3 separate regions of the Mus musculus genome follow, and all the other regions are linked to region 1. Evidence: chromatin contacts called from public Hi-C and HiChIP or PLAC-seq data. All regions are on one chromosome and are shown on one strand. Each heading gives the region's core, a stretch centred on a gene start, on an enhancer-like site or on the middle of the called end of the contact. The rest is flanking DNA. Distances are from core to core; before and after follow the strand shown.

Region 1 (3,723 bases), core at 759-3,258:
AGGCTAACAGAAAGTGAGCTAGGCTCAGAGGCCCCCCCAGTTGCCACCAGGTAATAGCAATAAGAGGAGCTGTGGTAAGGGGCAGAGATTAGCATCCTTCATCGACCTCACCAGCTGTTTCCTCATGACCCAGGGACAAAAGATGACTCTGACGTTTGTTTTACTTTTTAATGTTATAAGATATATTTTGGTCATAATTCTTTCTCTTTCCTCTACCCAACTTCTCTCTCTCTCTCTCTCTCTCTCTCTCTCAATAAGAACAAACAACAAGACAAAAAAATTACCCAAACAAAACAAAAACACACCAATAATCGTGCAGTGTGTTTTGTGCTGGCTAACTACTCCTGGACCTTGGCCTGCCTTGGAGTGTGACTGACAGATCCTGAGGTACTCCATTGGAGACATTTTCTGGCTTCCCCTCTCCCGACATGTATCAGTTACAAATAGCCCCTTGTTTAGGGACTTAGCCCACTGCCCCTTCTCCATGATGGGATGTTATCTGCCTTAGACTTGTGCAGGTCCTGGTATGCTGTCACAAGTTCTGTGAGTTCATGGCTATCAGCCCTGTTGTGTCTGGCACACATATGAGTTCGCAGAGACTGTGGCTTTGACATTCTTAACTGGTTATATATGTTTTTACATACCCTCCTTAGTTTTGCCTCCTACAGAGGCCTCTAGTCTTTGTTCTTTGGCCCCTTCTAAAAGGTGTATGTAGACCTAAGTCCCCCACAGCACCCTCTCTTGGTGTCTGTCACAGTTCTGCACTAACTCAGGAGGGACACTACAAATGATAAGATTAACAAATGGTGAGCTAGGCTGAGAGGCCCCTGGGTGAGGCCGCCTGATTAGGAATACAGTCACCACAGGGAGCCAGGGAAGTTGAAAGGGGACAGAAAGGACAAATGCCACCATTCACCCTCACCTCACTCTCAGGTCCTAGTTCCCCATGATCCATGGGAAGCTAGTGGTACAGAGACAGTATGCAAAGAAGTGCAGACAGTCGGTGAGGACAGGCGGCTCCTGAAAATGGTCAGTCTGTGCTGTGTCCACCTTCCCGTCCCACTGTGAACAGGGAGAACCCCACACCTAAACAGTCAGCAGAACCCGGGACCATGTCGAGCTCTCCAGCAAAAGTGGCTGGAATCAGATACATAGTGCAATGGGTACCCACCACCTTCCTTCTTTCCCGAGAGCTGAGAAGCAGGTGGGCGCGCTTGATAAGCAGTCCAGCAGGAGCTGAGGGGAAAGGATTACAGTGGGCTCCTCCTCCTGTCCCTGCATCCATCGTACCCCATGCTATATTAGGACACTGACCGCAACAACCACACTCCCCCCCATCCTCGCTCCAGGCTCATGATGGGGGAATTTCCCCTGGTATTTAGTTTCGTTTTCCTCTGCTTGGTTTTTGCTTCCCCGATTTACAGCACCCCATGCTTCTCATTAAACAGAACTGGCCATTGCAGACAAGTTAAGTCATGCCCAAATACATGGCCACCAGCTGGATTAAAACTAGGACTGATTGCAGACTTCGGAGAAATTACCCATCCCTTTTCCCAGTAGCTTCTGCACATGTCAGGGAGTGAGAGAAATGGCAGCTAAAGGGCCAAGCCAGGACCTGGCTTGAAATATAGACAGGCTGCTCCCTGCAAATGGCAGACTGTGAGCAACGGGGTTGTGGATTAAACTACCATGGATTTCCAGCTTTCTGTCCAGAACAGTGCTATAAATGGAGCTATCTTCAAGTTTCCATCTCAGAGCTGAATCCACGAGCTAGGATAGATAGTCCCAAAGAGCCCCCAAATGGGAAAAGAGACACAGCCGTGCTCGAGGGTGCTTTGTGTGGCGATCCGCTAGGCCTCACCATTATACAGGTGAAGCCGCATAAACCTTCACCTCTCTCCGTGCACTTAAGTTATGGCCTGAAGCAGAGAGAGGTACGGTGTGGGAGCCTGGCGCTGGTAAATCTCCCATTTTATAGTCAAGCTGTGTCAACTTCATATGGAAGAAGCTATTTTTAAATGCCAGCTAACACACCCTGGCTGGGACGCTGGGGTTTGTGGTGGAATCTTCGTCATAGCTTCACAGAAGCAGCTGGCATTTTGCCTGGGGAATGAAGGAAGACCAGAGTCTAAAGTACATGTTGTATGCGGGCTGTGCCTGATGGATACCCTAATGTGACAGGGACAGTGCCCCTGCACACACACACACACACACACACACACACACACACACACACACACACGGCCTTAGGGAACAAGAGGAAAGCTTTAAGTGACAGGTTTCTGGGCTCTGAGAAGATTTGTTAGGAACTTAGCTGACCGTAAAGGGTTTTGGCTTTGGTTTTCACTTAACTGTTAAAATATATTATTGAGTGTGAGGGCAAGCACAATAGGGAGAGGGACACATGCTACAGCTTATGTGTGGAGGTCAGGACAGCTCTGTGGCCGATTCTCTCCCTCCTCCTTTTTGTCGGTTCTCGGGCTCAAACTCAAGTCACCAGTTTGCATGGCCAGCTGAGTCATTCCACTGGCCCCGGAGCTAACGTTTGTCCTTAGCCAGTTGTGACCACTCTCTTCCCTAATGCTTCCTTCAACTCCCACCTTGGAAGCTGCCTGATGCAGGCTCAGGAGGAGGCAAAGGCAGTTACCCACATTGCTTGTGCCACAAATGGAGGGCTCACCTGAGAGACAGTCAGAATTCAGGACGCTGCAGAGAAAATGGAGTAAGGTGGTCTTGCCTTGTCCAGAAAAGCTAGAGACAGCAGCTCACCTGGGCAAAGCACTTCACACAGGTCAGGTTGGGTTCCAAGAACAACCTTGAAAAGTAGAATTCCCCCAATACACACACACACACACGCACACACATACCCCAACAAATATACACACAAACACAACCACCCATACACACCAACACACACACACACACCAACACACACTTGTACATACTTATACACCCTACACACACACACACCCCAACAAATATACACACAAACACAACCACCCATACACACACCCCAACACACACTCGCACATACTACCACCTCACTTATACACCCTACACACACACATACCCCAACAAATATACACACAAACACAACCACCCATACACACACCCCAATACACACACACCCCAACACACACTCGCACATACTACCACCTCACTTACACACCCTACACACACACACACACACACCACTTACAACCAGAAAACCAGGCACCAAGGGATAGAGGATTTGCTTGAGTGCACACTGCTGGTAAGACGGCCTGAGATTTATTTTCTTAGCCATTATGTATCCATACATAGGAATGGCTCTTACTTCTAAGACTAAGTGACAGGAGACAAGAGCCAGGGCTTTGGAAATAGTGGAATGGAAAGAAATGTCAGGTGAGCTGGGACCTAAGACCACTCCCAAAACATGGCTGAAGCTGGACATGACGCAGCATGGAGAGAGGGTGACCCTCTGGTGTGTGGCTTACACCTCTATGAACAGAGTGTGAGGAAGGGTACATGTGGGTAAAAGAGAGCTCATTTTGGTTTACCATGCTTGCTCTTAGCTCCTGTTATGTCAACACCATAATTAAAAACTGGAAGGTTATGCCATGCCCTGGTCTGGACCTAAAGAGGTCACGCCATGCCTGGATCTGGCTGTCAAGAGAGGCCCAAGATGAAGCCAGATGCGTGAATCTTAAGACTACATGGGGAGTCGGGCCAGGCGCTACACAG
Region 2 (3,723 bases), core at 456-2,955, 110 kb after region 1:
AAGTGTGAAGACCTAATTTGGATCTCTAGCACTCACATAAAACGTTGGGCACAATGACAGGTGCCTGTAATCCCAGCATTACGAAGATGGAGACCGGCAAGTCCCAACATTAGGAAGGTGGAGCCCAATGACCAGCCAGTGCAGCCAGTCAGTAAGCCCCAGGTTCAGGAGATAAGGTGAAAGGTACTGAGAAAGGCATGCGACAGTGACCTCTGACCTCCACATTCACACAGACACACTTGCTCACATGTATTAGCCTCCCAGTCCCCAGACACCACCAAAGTAGAAACCAAACAAAGCAACAACAAAACTTGCTGCTGGTTTCCCAAATGACTTGGACTATAAACCACACTATTCATGTTTTCCAGGTCCCCTGTGAGCATTTCCAGGTTAACTTCTGTGCCTGCTCTTAATCAAAACACAGTGTAAGAGTACAGTGTTTGCACAGGTCTTGGTGTGCGCTACACTTTAGGAAGTATGATGTGTGTTCTATTGGTAAAATACTGTGTGCTGTTTGAATCCACTGAGAAACTGCCTCTGGAAATGGGGTTTTTCCCACCCCCCCACCCCCCACCATTTCAGGCCCAAGAATGTTTGTTCTCTCCAATCTGAAGACAGAATAGCCTTCTAAACACTGTGATAGGCACGAGAAAAAAACAGCCTAAGGAAAGCCATGGGAACAGCTCCAAGGAAAAACTATTTCTAACAGATGTTACTACTGTTTCCCCATAACAAACAAGTGTGTGCAGAGGGAAGGAAAAGCTGAAAAGTTAGAACCACCTCACCATCCCAGGTCTGTTTCTGCTCTACCCAATTTGACAATGCCCACTCTTGATACTCCGAAGCCTCCCCTTACTTGAGGGACCATTTTACCCTGACTAAACTCCAACTGACTGGGTTACAGAAGCCTTCCCAGTCAATTTCTGCTAGACATTTTGATATTTTGTTCTGTCTGTCTATCCATCATTTTCTACTGATTCTTTTCCTTTGGCTTGCCATATACTTCAGAAACTCAGCCATACAAAACCAAATGGATGGCTATAAGACAGAAAAAAAAACAAAAAACAAAAAAACAACGCCTGGAGGCTGGGGTGAGTCATACTCCATATAAAACAGACAAATTACATGAGGAGGGCGCACCTTTAAATCAAGAGGCAGCTGGAGATATGTGAGTCTAAGGCTGGCCTGGTCTTCAAAAGTGAGTTCCAGGCCATTTGGGACTATATAACACCCTACCCCTCCTCCCAAAAGAGCAGACAGTCTACCAGAGAAGGTAGTATTGCAGATGGAGATCAAGAACAGGCATGTTAAGACATGTTTCCTAAACTTAGTCAAGCAAATTCCCTGATGGCTTTTAGGCTAATTCTAGGAGTCCCCCAAGGTCTGAAATGACTTATGTACAATGTGTGAGACCCAGGCAGGCCTCTTGCTGCTCCTGCCTCAGCCTGCCAAGCATGTCATAATCTGGATAATGCTTTAGTCTAACTCTGACAACACAGCCATAACTAAGAAATAAATAGAAAGACTGCTTAGGAGGTGGGGTTCCTCAGGAGCGTCACTGAAGGAACACACCCATGAGTGACTGGCAATGTGACCTTTGGCAAACATTCAGCTGACAGTTCTGACGTCCCCGAGAACTCCTATCCTGTTTACATTAGACAACTCATATGCACGTAATACACGTAAGAGTTTTAAACACAGTAGCTGTCTCAGCGCTGGTGTATGACTCAGAAGGAGACGACACACATAGCACATGCAGGGTCCTAGTTTTGTTCCCCAGGATGTGGCACAGAGGGATTAAGACAACACAGTAACCACAGGAATAAAGGCATACCATGAAGTTCTCAAAGTCGGCCTCATTCTCTTCGCTTAGCAAACAGGTCTTTTTCCTGACTTAAGTTCCACGAATCCTTTGAGCACTGTGCTCTGGCCCTGGGTCTCCTCCCTCACAGATCTATGTGGTCCTCACGGTCCCACTCCTATTGCTCCTGTCTCCCCATTCTTCCTCTTTTCACTGTGCTCAGACAGATCGACATCGTACTGCTATATATAACCCAGGCTTTCCCTTCCCTGGCACCTACAGACCAGATAGCACCCAGACTTTAAAAGCTAATCAGCTTCCATAACAGAGGTGCCCCCTGAGCCCACCATCCACCTCCTCAGGACAGTTCCTCTCCCCAACTTTCCTAAACTGACTTTTATAATTCTTCAAATCCTAGACCTGAGACATACCCTAAACTACTGAGCATAAGCATAACAGAGCATAAGCCTCCTCATGGCTTTCACACCAATGCCCTCAGCTAATGCTCTTCCAGGCAGCCCAGTGTTCCCATCTGACCTCCACTTACTTACATCTTCCAAGCCTACACCTTCTTACATCGCGAGGCTTCCCCTCATCCCAACATCCCTTTCCTAAATTCAATACTAAACTTTAAACACTTTCTAGTGCTTGGATCATATTTTACATTTATTTAAATTGTTAATTATATATTCATATGATTAAATTATTAAGGGCAAGACTACATCAGAAACTCTGCTATGGTCTACTCCTGTGACATGAGTTGGAGACTAGAGTCTAGTCATGCGGTATCTGTAAGCTGCTGTGGTGTGTGCTCTAGAGACCAGAGCTGCTCTCTGACTTCTGCTTTCAACATGGAGCAAAGTGCAAACATGAAAGACCTCTGCAGAAGTTCGTGTTTTGCTACTTATGACAGAAACCTAGGGGCTGGAAAGATGGCTCAATGGTTAAGAGCACTTGCTGTTCTTGCAGAGAATTTGGGTTCTGTTTCCAGAGCACACATGATGGCTCCCAACTATATCAAACTCCTGTTCCAGTTCCTCTTCTAATCTCCAAGAGAATCAAGCACAAATGTGGTACACATATTATACAGACAGGCAGGCAAAGTGCCCAAGGTCTGATAACCACAGCAAGAACCTAGTGTGTGACTGTCACCTCGTAGTGGGATTATGCACATTCACACTGTGAGCCCCAGCCCTGCTATCCAACTCTAGAACTCTCCCACATACCCAGTGAAAACTACCTAGGAGACCATGACTCTCCACCATTCCCCAGCACCTGTCCCCACCAGCCCACTTTCTGTCCCCAAATCTGAGCTGACTCAACCAATACACAGTGCAATCGCACTTTGATACCTGGCAATCTTAGCTGTTCCACAAATCTATAAGAAGGACAATAATTTGTCAGGTTGCTAATGGCACTCCCCCAGGAGACTTAAATGACAAAATATAAAATGTCATTACCAGTGTAGTCATCAAAATTGACTCTTCCTCTCATTGTGTTCACAACAGATTCTGGCTGCTCAAAAATTTCCTTCTGCATAAATGAACTAAAGTTGCCTACAAAAATAAAAATTATATAATTAAAACAACAGTAAATAAGCTAAGCAATCTGTACACAATCAACTACCTCTTCAATATAAACACACTATCTCAAGGTAATCTTGAGAGATGAAACAAAGGCCATGCAACAAGGGATTTTCATTCAGACTGACTTCCTAAAAGCCTGGATGAGTATTTCCACTCTACATGAGAAACGAACAAGGAAGAAAGCCACTTTATTTGCTTAGTAGCTAAAATTCATAGTTATATGAATAAGGGCAGAGGATAAATTTTTGAGTCAAATTTAAGTTCAAATGATCAAATTAACCTTTACTATGTCAACCGGGAAAACTCCTTACTTATAAGTAAGATCAGTATTTACTT
Region 3 (3,723 bases), core at 819-3,318, 79 kb after region 1:
GAAACTTTACTAAAGCTCAAAGCACACATTGAACCCCACAAAGTAATAGTGGGAGACTTCAACACCCCACTCTCAGCGATGGACAGATCATGGAAACAGAAACTAAACAGAGACAGTGAAACTAACAGAAGTTATGAACCAAATGGATCTAACAGATATTTATAGAACATTTCATCCTAAAGCAAAAGAATATACCTTCTTCTCAGCACCTCATGGTACCCTCTCCAAAATTGACCATATAATTAGTTATAAAACAGGCCTCAACAGATACAGGAAGATTGAAATAATCCCATGCACCCTATCAGATCACCACAAACTAAGGCTGTCCTTAAATAACAACAAAAACAATGGAAAGCACACAGCACACATGGAAGCTGAACAACACTCTTCTCAATGATAACTTGGTCAAGGAAGAAATAAGGAAATTAAAGGCTTTTTAGAATTTAATGAAAATGAAGGCACATCATACCAAAACTTATGGGACACAATGAAAGCAGTGGTAGGAGGAAAACTCATAGCTCTAAGTGCCTCCAAAAAGAAACTGAAGAGAGCTTACACTAGCAGCTGAAAGCTTTAGAACAAAAAGAAGCAAATACACCCAAGAGGAGTAGACAGCAGTAAATAATCAAACTCAGGGCTGAAATCAACCAAATAGAAAAAAAAAAGAACTATACAAAGAATCAACAAAACCAGGAACTAGTTCTTTGAGAAAATCAACAGGATAGATACACCCTTAGCCAGATTATGCAGAGGGCACAAAGACAGTATCCAAATAATAAAATCAGAAATGAAAAGGGAGACATATGTCCTAAAATAATTATTCTATTTGTTGAATATTAACAGTTGAAAGTATTAAAATTATGTTCTATAAACATCATGGAATAAAAGAGCAGAGATGTGTGGTCAGAAAGTCAGGAAAGAGGAGGCTGCAAGGGAGGTCAGTCGATGGGCAAAGAAACTAGTAAGGCCATGGTAGGGTCTGTAAGGAATAGATTCTCCCCACAGATGAGGAGAGTTATGGTTTATTCTGACAGATGGTTTTCCTTAAAGTGAGCCCAGGAGAGGAGCATGTGCTTAACACTGTCCCAAAACAAACCAATGGAACCAGGAGACTCATCAGCCAGAAGCTGACCTGGGACAGTGCAAAACAAGGAGAGTCTGGGCTTAGGAAGGACTATGCAGAGAGAGCAAAACCTAAACCCTGTCCCATAGAGGGTACACTGAAGGGGAAAGGTGGGAGGATGCATTCCAGGGTGGGCGTGCTACGGAGTTAGAGGACCGTTCTGTGAGGGAAGGTCAGAGAAGCATAAGGGAATCCAAACAGCTATCTCCCAAGCCGGAGTCTGGAGGCAACACTGCTATGCACTGCCTTGAGCAGCAGGTCTCCCTACGATGGTACTCAGCCATTCTGTGCCCCCAGCTCTTCAGCTGGTGTCTTGGCACACCACCACCACCACCACAGTGCCAGCACCCACTGTCGCAAGAAGCCCAAGGAGACACCCCGAGTCCACAGCTCCAGTGATGTCACAACTGACATCACCAAAAACACGGGCAAAATGGCAACATAATTCAGAGAAAGATGGCAGACCCATAATGGTCTTCACCCTGGCAAGTGAATCTGGAACTGCAAGCTGAGGCTCACAAGAGAAATACTGTGGCAACTGTTGCAGACCAGCCCATGAGTGGGGCCAAGGCAACAGAGCCTGGGCAGACCCAGGATGGCTCATCTCGAGGAGGAGGAAAAGCAGGAAGTTGGAGGGACCAGGAAGAAGTATTGCTGCCTCTGCTGCAAAAAGGCAGATTGTCAACTGGAACTGCACTACTGGGATAGCCAACCAACCACGGGGTAAGAAGAGAGACAAATGGTGCCGCTGACAGAGAGGGCTGTTTGTGTTAGTTAGGATTCTTGTGCTGTGGTAAAACCCCATCACCAAAAACAACTTGGGGAAGAAAGGGTTTATTTCATCTTACAACTTGTAGTCCATCATCCAGAGAAGTCAGGGCAGGAGGTTCCTAGAGGCAGGAACCAATGCAGAGCCCACGGAGGAACTTGTTACAGGCTTGCTCCTCCTGGCTTGCTCAGGCGGCTTTCTTATGCCATCCAGGACCACCTGCCCAGGGGTCAGATGAGCCCTCCCACATCAATCATCAATCAAGAAAATGTGCTGCAGCCTTGCCCAATCTGGTGAGCAGTTTTCTCAACTGAGGTTCCCTCTTCTGAGATGACTTTTGCCTGTGTCAAGTTGACACAGAGCCTAGCCAGCACAGAGGTTTTAGGGGACAACTCCAAGCGGATTCCTGATTAAACAGCCCGGCAAGGTACCGTGAAATCCTCAGGTCTTGTCATAAAGAACAAAATGTCTTAACAGATGAAGAGTTTGAAGTGAGATAACTACAGTTACATCCTGATGACCGTGTCTCTTGAGTGTCAGGATGGTCCTGTGTAACTAAACACCCTAAAGATAGGTTGTTTTCCCGAGTCATGTGACTCACAGCTGCTTGCAACAGCTCAGATTCTGGCTATCTGAAACCTCCGTCCTCCATGCTCACAGCCCTCACAGGGCACACACACACACACACCAACAGGATGGGCAGATGGATGGATGGATGGACGAATGGATGGACGGACAGATGGACAGACAGACGAAACATAAAAATATTTTAAAATCACCTTTTTAAAGGTGGTAATTTCTTAGGGAAATCCCAGGTTTTTTCCAGAAGTTTTCAGAGTGGGTAATCAGTAGATATGGTTCCCATCCTGTGAGGGATCTATAGATTTGTGTGACAACTATCCCAAGTTTGGAAACTGAAAGTCAGTATTTGGCTGGCTGGCTGGCTGGCTGGCTGGCTGGCTGGCTAGCTGGTTGGTTGGTTGGCTGGTTGACTGGCTAGCTGGCTGGCTGACTGGCTGGTTGGTTGGTTGGTTGGTTGGTTGGTTGGTTGGCTGGTTGGTTGATTGGCTGGTTGGTTGACTGGCTGGTTGGCTGGTTAGTTTTGCACTCAGGACTGAGTCTAAGGCCCTAGGTGGCTGGGCAAGCACTTGCTACTCAGCACCCTTCCTAGCTCGGTTTTAAAGTCTGTGGAGCACCCAGCATGGCAGCTCCCTGCAGAGCAAGCAACAGGTGACAAGCAAGATTAGAGCCAGAGACTTTCCAGAAGCCTCCCTCCTATGCAGACACCCTTCAGAGAGACAGGTTTGGGGCACAAGCCTTCTCCAGTGTGACATGGAAGGATGGGGGATGGGGGCTGGGAGCTACCACTCCTATGTGAATTGGAGGTGGGATACAGATGGTGGAATGAGGTGGGGTGGGGGCTAGGAGCTACCACTCCTATGTGAATTGGAGGTGGGATACAGATGGTGGAATGAGGTGGGGTGGGGGCTGGGAGCTCCCACTCCTATGTGAATTGGAGGTGGGTACAGATGGTGGAATGAGGCTTAAGGAGAAGGCAATGCTTTACAAGCCCAGGTGTGGGGAACGGAAGACAGCTGTGACCAGGGAGGCTCAAGTACAGCCATGCTCTGGCTGTGGGGCCTGAGCACAGAGAACTTTTGAAACTACATACACTGTATGAGAAGGTTCCAGACAGGCTGTGTCTATAACTTAAACCACACCCCAGAATCAGGCTTGCCTTTTCCTGGGAAAACTATCTTGCATAAAGCAAAGCTGCAGCTTGGGATCCCTGCAGGACACTGTGAGGCCATGTGGACCCTGATTGTGGATG

What was found. A called contact is a pair of places that touch in the nucleus more often than the background predicts. HiChIP or PLAC-seq counts read pairs in DNA pulled down with a chosen protein or histone mark.
Region 2: an HNF4G HiChIP or PLAC-seq map of pancreatic cancer cells shows a contact between it and region 1. The contact joins two enhancer-like sites. A contact is called at or near these places in 1 of 115 datasets of contacts at active chromatin or transcription factors (pancreatic cancer cells) and 1 of 9 other capture datasets (adipose tissue).
Region 3: a Hi-C map of myocytes shows a contact between it and region 1, with 2.2 times the contacts expected there. The contact joins the promoter of D6Ertd527e here to the enhancer-like site in region 1. A contact is called at or near these places in 5 of 39 promoter capture datasets (3T3-L1-derived adipocytes, the C10 cell line, frontonasal cranial neural crest and 2 more), 1 of 15 datasets of contacts at CTCF or cohesin (large pre-B cells), 23 of 484 Hi-C or Micro-C datasets (B cells, the C2C12 cell line, CD4 T cells and 15 more), 3 of 115 datasets of contacts at active chromatin or transcription factors (embryonic fibroblasts, neural progenitor cells and vascular smooth muscle cells) and 3 of 9 other capture datasets (adipose tissue, liver and pancreatic islet).

What each region holds. Positions count from the first base shown.
Region 1 is chr6:87,181,711-87,185,433 of GRCm38.p6, reverse strand. The region is part of intron 16 of Antxr1 (anthrax toxin receptor 1); the gene reads left to right. Among named protein-coding and RNA genes, the nearest start is that of Gm38851, 40 kb to the left of the region's middle. Within about 2 kb of position 2,008, at least 109 of the 459 cell types and tissues checked have an H3K27ac peak or open chromatin away from gene starts, as enhancers often do. A contact at or near this core is called in the C2C12 cell line, the MC3T3-E1 cell line, cerebral cortex and 7 more, where this site is marked.
Region 2 is chr6:87,067,318-87,071,040 of GRCm38.p6, reverse strand. It overlaps Gfpt1 (glutamine fructose-6-phosphate transaminase 1), which reads right to left. Exons shown (of 19, transcript NM_013528.3): 11 at 3,262-3,357. Among named protein-coding and RNA genes, the nearest start is that of Gfpt1, 26 kb to the right of the region's middle. Within about 2 kb of position 1,705, at least 93 of the 459 cell types and tissues checked have an H3K27ac peak or open chromatin away from gene starts, as enhancers often do. A contact at or near this core is called in pancreatic cancer cells, where this site is marked.
Region 3 is chr6:87,103,091-87,106,813 of GRCm38.p6, reverse strand. D6Ertd527e (DNA segment, Chr 6, ERATO Doi 527, expressed) reads right to left here and starts at 2,068. Exons shown (of 2, transcript NM_001167937.1): 1 at 1,972-2,068. The coding sequence starts at 1,988.